2 separate regions of the Hordeum vulgare genome follow, and region 2 is linked to region 1. A link is a contact called in public Hi-C data. All regions are on one chromosome and are shown on one strand. The core of a region is the stretch at or near the end of the contact, and the rest is flanking DNA. Distances in the headings are between cores, read along the strand shown. Region 1 holds the start of LOC123449155 (autophagy-related protein 9). Region 2 holds the start of LOC123449158.

The links. Hi-C and Micro-C count contacts between places; a contact is called where the count stands out from the background.
Region 2: a Hi-C map of leaf shows a contact between it and region 1, with 5 times the contacts expected there. The contact joins the promoter of LOC123449158 here to the promoter of LOC123449155 in region 1. A contact is called at or near these places in 5 of 6 Hi-C or Micro-C datasets (leaf, seedling and an unstated tissue) and 1 of 1 datasets of contacts at active chromatin or transcription factors (embryo).

What each region holds. Positions count from the first base shown.
Region 1 is chr4H:502,132,554-502,135,841 of MorexV3_pseudomolecules_assembly, reverse strand. LOC123449155 (autophagy-related protein 9) reads right to left here and starts at 1,764. Exons shown (of 10, transcript XM_045126261.1): 1 at 1,531-1,764; 2 at 252-882; 3 at 1-151. The coding sequence starts at 826.
Region 2 is chr4H:502,543,627-502,546,914 of MorexV3_pseudomolecules_assembly, reverse strand. It overlaps LOC123449158, which reads left to right and starts at 1,838. Exons shown (of 1, transcript XM_045126263.1): 1 at 1,838-3,288. The coding sequence starts at 1,880.

The DNA.
Region 1 (3,288 bases), core at 515-3,014:
GTAATTTTCTTTCCTCATTATTCTCATGATAATATCATGCTCCGACAGATCCCTAACAACACAGAGTTTTTTAGACTTTTGTAGCAGGACAACCTTCTCGATTATTCTGGGCCATGATATCGTCTGGATCTCGAGATCTGTAATCTTAAGACTACACAAAACAAAAATGAACAAGGGTGAAATTATTAATTGTTGTGGGCTAACACACACACACACACACATGCATGCATGTGCAGTAAGCTGAATATTACCTATTATAGTAGAAGTCACGTGCATTTAGTGTACTTTTCAGTTGTACAAAGAACTTGAGGAAGTTGATAAGTCCATATGTTACCAATATAACCATCGATCCAACAGTGACCATTTTAGGAAATGTAAAGGGTACCAATGGATTATGCTTGATGGCTTCCATCAGATCACATGGTTTTTCTCCAGACTCAAGTGCCTCCACACCACATTTCAAGTGGCCGATGGCATTCCAATCAACATATAAGAAGAAGAACCCAATACAGCATACCGTAAACAGTACATTAAGAATCTCGATTATCCATTTGGTAACGATACACCTTAGTCCTTTTGCGCAGAAATATTCATAAAGCCTTTCAAAGAAAATATCCAGGTCAGGGATTGGTTCTTCCTTGACGCCTTCACCATGGAGAAGTCCAGACGGGCTCTCGCTTCCAGAACTTGGCAACCTTCGGTAGTCCGACAACTCAATTTCAGGTGGAATATCAATGAGCAGTTGTGCTGATAATGGCGATTCTCTTCTCCAAGGCCACTTAAATACTGTTTGTGAATTTGTGTCCTTCGAAGGGAAGGACATCATTCATGGAAAGAAAAGCCAATGCCAATTGGAATCCTTGCCATGCCACAGGAAATGACCTATAAAGAGAACGAAGAGGATGTTAATGACTCACATTTTGAGTAACACCAGGCTCCTGAAGATCTACAGGCTGCAGGTATAAGAAACTGAAGTGATGTCATGCGCAAGCAATATTTTCCCACCTGGACATACCCAAGGGCAAGTTCTGAACAAGCTTAATAAGGCAAGTAGATTGGAAAATCATTGCAAATACAGTGAACATAAAAGCAGCAAACAGTTAGGCGCGGATCAAACTAACCAATGTTAAGCTTAAATCATATCAAGTTCCTTCGTACTGATCAATCAACCACGCCGCCAAGAGGCCCGGCGTAATCGGACTATCTCCCTCCACATCTTCTGTGTTGTCGTCACGCGGAGCAATCCGGTGCTCTGCGCCTCAAGGGCGGCAGCTAAACAACACGTTTGAGCTAACTTGTAGCAAAATCCCTAAAGCCATCGCCCGTACCACCATATAAAGCATGGCCATAACAACCACTACAGCTCTCATCCGGCCAACAGCAAACACCCAAACCTAGATCAACTGGTTTGCCAGAGCTCGGTTTCATCTCAAAATAAATCGTAATAAAATAAATAAATAAATAGAAAAAGAGTCGTGAGCGGATAAGAGGAAGGGAGGAAGGGAGGGAGGGGCGGGGTCCAGCACCGACCTGATGGGCACCGGCGGGCGCCGGCGCGCCGGCGGGACGAAGGGCGGGTTGCGTGAGGAGGAGGAGGCGGCGGCGGGGCGAGGGTTTCGCGGGAGGAGGTGACTTGCGGTGGACTGCGGCTCGTCTGGTTGGGAAGGGGAATCGGACGCACGGGGGAGGAGACGAGGAGAGGGAGACGGAGGCGGTGCGTTTCGGGAGAAGAGACGTGACGGGATCGAGGGATGGAAGGAATCGTACGGGAAGGGGATAATAATTTGTTCGTTTCCTTTATCCGGGGTTTTCCCTTTGCCTCTCTGCGTCGCCCGTCGCGCTGGTCGCCGACTTGATTTGGGAACCGTAGTAATGGCTTGCGTACAGATGATTGACGGTCTGGTGTTTCTTTTTTTTTTCGATATACGCAACGGCTCGGGTATCATTCACTGACAGGAAGAAGAAGATTGGTGTACAAGAATGCAGAAGAAATTGCAGAGGGGAACGGTAATGCAAGGCGTGCACAAGAATGACGTCCCCATCTGAAGAAAGAACCTTGGGTTGCTCATCCAAATCTAAGAGCATCTCTAGCAGATCCCGTATAATATCGATTCATTCAAAAATAAGCACGGGACGTGGAGAGGCGATGCCGCCCGAGGCGATCGGCTAGGCGATCTGTGAGATCGCCGCCGGCAGGGGGCGTTGCGAGGAGAACGGGACGGATCTGTCTGCGGCATCTCTCCTTTCTACCGCTGATGGGATCTCATCGTCGATTGGAGATCTCCTACGTGGACAAAGCTCTGGTTTCAAGAACCGGACGTCGAGGATTCATCTACCTTCACCAGGATTCGCGCTGGATTACGGTGAGAGATGATGAACATGACATCTTGGCAGGAACATATCTGCAACAACACGAGATCCCCAAGGAGGGGGACGAGCTGGAGATAGATGGATTCCTTGTGTCCGTGCGGAGTCCATGGTCACCGAGAAAGATCGACAGCGAGCCGGCCACGGTATGTGATCTTACCACCAAATCTACTCGGGTTGGAGGTCGTTTTTGGGTCTTGGTTGACCAGAGTGACGAAGATGAAGATGGGGAAGAGATGGACAACCCTTCATTTGATGATCACGCGAGGTACAACCCCAACTTGATGATGTCGGCTACGGTCATTCATGGTTGCAAGTTTGCATCGGACATTCAAATGGTGAAGAAGAAGATGGGAACGGCTAAGGGGGTTAAACCATGGATCGACCCGATCCCTAAGGTAAATCTCCAGCCTTATACTCTTTCAGATTTCTTCAATCAAAACTGCTGGAATCATGTCAACAAAAGAAGAAGAAATGATGCAACGCCGCTCGGCCGCCGCCGGCCACGGCGATGGATCCATCAGTGTGTGATTCCAGGAGAAATTTTTTGAACTCCTTGGCGTCGTTTGCGGGCCTGAGGAGACACTTTCAGGTTTGGGTTTCGTGGAACCTGGGTATGTGGCCCAGGATGGAGTCCAAGCCCATGTCGAAGTTCCTCCATGCGATACCGATGTAGCACTCGGGTCTTTGGACGAGGCCGAAGCCCATGCTATCGTCGTTGCCCAGCCATGCAGTATCGTCGTAGAGCACGAGACTCATCTCGTGCCGCCAGGGACTAGGGTTCCTAAGCGATCAAAGAAAGGCTTTCCTTCGTTGAAGTCGGGAAGGGCAGCACGTATACATCCCATCGGGGTTTCTTCGGTGGCCATGGCAGGACGGGGTCATCCCCAGCAACCGCCACCAGCGCAGCCTCCAGCGCGC
Region 2 (3,288 bases), core at 589-3,088, 410 kb before region 1:
TGATGCAAACTAAATGAAGAGGCCACAAAATAAAATAACCAAACGACAAAAATAGAAATAAAGGGGAATCTTCTGGGGCGTCGGTCTCGGGCTGTCACAGCTCGGCAGCGACGTCGAGGTGGTGCTAGACCTCGTGCTTGCATGTGATGAGGTAGAAGAGCTGGCGCCACCAGGAGTAGTTGCCGGACTCGAGATGGAGCTTGGTGGTGAAGTAGTGGGAGATGGACGGGGCAGGCCGAACGACGAGGAAGAGGGGCCGGTGTTGGAGTCGCCAAGGCCGAGGGATGGAACGAGGTCGCGGTCTGGGATGCCCAACATGAGGCGAGGGACGGTGGCACTGTCAACGGTGCGGAGGACCCGACGACGGTCGGAGTCACAACGGGGGCCGGTGTAGACGAAGACGAAGCTGGGTCCTCGTCGTGGGCGGCCGTCTTGCCCAGCTCGGCGGGAGAGGCGCGGCGGGGCACAGGAGCGGCGGCGGGAGGAGGTGGCCGCGGCGCGGCCACAGCAGGCTACGCGGAGGCGAGTGAGACGGGGGCGAAGGGGTTGGACGCCGGGGCGTCGAGCTCTGCCGAGCGGGTGCGGCGAAGGAGCTGATGCATGGCGGAGGCAAGGAGAGGACCGAAGGGGCTCGACGTCTGATACCAAACTGAGGAATGAATCACACTTGATATTCCTTTGATATAGTTACATATATATGCACACTCGATTAGAGAGAGAGAGCTACTAGATCATGGTTGTTACAACGATGGAGGCTGAAGGACCAGGACCAGGCCGTGCATGCAAGGGTGAGACACACGTCGTGCGAGCTGGGGCGAAGGACCAGGATCTGCTCGTGAGATGCGCCGAAGGACCTGATGAGTGGGTTGGCCAGCCGAAGGACTAGGTGCATGAGTTATCCGCTGGGTGGTTTCGAACAGTCTATGCATCCACACATGTATTTGAGTTCCAATCAATACAATTCTAGTATGAAAAATAAACGATTACCATCAATAAAAAAATATAATAATAACCATTTTATTATTACCTTTAGAGCATTATCGTGCAAAGTCCAACGTTGACAACATGCAACAAAATGCTTACCGGAAACGATGGACTAAAGGGAAGTATAATTCATGGTTATTGCTTTGGGTGAAAACTTAATTTTACATCAAAGCAAGCACGTGCTTCAATGTCCTTTTGCCATGGCATCGCGTGGGCAATAGAGGGCATCGATACCAAATACAACAAAAAATGAATTTGGCAAAGGTTTTGGCCTGGGATCTTAACAATAAACGTTAGAAATCACTAATGCTAGATCTATAAAGACTTATAAAAAATTACTTAACCTTTCAAACTAATTCTTTTTTCCACCTTGATTTTCAGTGCGGATGGGGCCTTCATCCCCCCTATTACCAATCATAATCCTCCATATAGACGTAGCATTACTCGTTAGATGCCGACACATGTGTCATGAGATGGGACCCAATGAACAGCGACCGTACAAAATCCAAAATCCAGAGAACTACCGGCCCCACCAGTAGGCTTCTCGAAATACCGGTAGACCACATGCGAGAGTAGAGAGACTCAGAGGATGGCCCACCTGCAGTGTTCGTATGGTAACGTTAGACGAGTCGTCCCTCTCCGAACAGACTAGCAGAGCCAGTACCAAAGCAAAAGAAACTCTAACCAAACCCACCGGAGGCACTGACAGAGAGGCCCAGTTCAAGCGTTCAAAGGTAGGGCCCACCGGCAGTGAGACAGTCTCAAACAGCATCGGTGACGCGCAGCCCATACATAGCAACCGTAGACTAGAGGCAGATATATAACGAACAGCAGGCGCAGTGAAATCGGAAGAGGAAAACGAATTCCCCCAGAAAATAAAAAAAAATCCGCGGATATGCCGAAGACCTCCTCGTCGCCTTCCCCCACTGTCTCCCCCATGAATCCCCTCCTCCCCTCCTCCTCCTCCTACCTCAAATCCCACCACCCGCCGGACCCGGACCCCGGCTCCCCGGACCCCAGCCCCTGCAGCTACCTCCTCCACGTCGACGCCGACGACGAGGCGCTGATCCAAATCCCCGGCGGCGCGAACCCTAGCCCGGGGGGCGCCGTCGCCTCCTCGCTCGCGCTGCCGCCCGTCGACCCGACGCCGCACATATCCTCGCAGTTCTACACCTTCACCGCCGCCTCGCACGCGCTCATGCTGCGCTGCATCCTCGCCGGCCGCCCCGCCGTCGCCGACGAGGTCCGCGCCGCCACGTCCCCCTCCGTGCTCGCCTCGTGGCGGGCGGTCTGGAAGGACCGGAACGAGGACACTGCCTACCTCACCGCGTGGAAGCGCATCCAGGACAAGCTCGCCGCTTCGGCCGACGGCCGGCATCTCCACTTCAAGTCCAACCCCGCGCAGCGCGTCTCCCATGTCGGCCAGTGGCGGGACATAGTCTCGGAGGCGCACGCCGACCCGGACCTGCTCCGCCACCTCGGCCTTAAGGACACCGTTGAGCGTATCAGGCAGGCCTGGACTGTGGGAGCCAAATTCTATGGTATTCCTGAATCATTTGTCAGGGTATGTGTTGCTGCTTGCCCCGTTTGTAAGGCTGCACCTGCTGGGCAGCCTGATTCTGCTATCTCATCGCCGGGACGAGGCAAGCGGCGCCGCAGGTTTGAATATACGGAGACGCTGGATGTGCCTGCACGCGATGTGCCACGCCGTCTGCAGCAGTTGGCTGCCAAGCACAAGGTGGTCCTCTGTATTAGGCAGAAGTATATAAGGTATAAGCCATTCATGGCGGAGGTCAAGGATTATGCATGTCATCGTGCTGGAGTGCCAACCTCAAGTAGTGGGAATACTGCATCCTCTTCAGCCAGTGCCTCTGAGGCAAAGAAGCCACGGGGGCTGAAGCGGGAGCCATACCAATCCAAGAGGTGTGGCTGTGGGTTCCGTATCAGGGCTATTGTGCCCATAGCCAATTATAACGAGAAAGACAAGAGCTTTGTATATCAAGAAGAGGGCACTGCAGTGTTCAAGCTTTACGCCGTGCACTCGGGTCATGAGCCTGGGCCACTTGACGGCAGTGCTCGGATTGTTCACAGATTAGTTGGGCATAAGGGGACATTTGAGTTTGATCCAGACATCTATGATATCAATGAGGAAGGTGAGCCTAGCTTTACGATTAAGGGGGATGTAGATGTTGACATTGATGACTCGCATCAGGCAGTCTTGCAGCAAGTCCGGGATCTCAGAGCAGAGGTGGTCTCCCTAGAAGGGAAGGTGGCTAAGATGCACCCAGAGCTATTGGGTTCCCT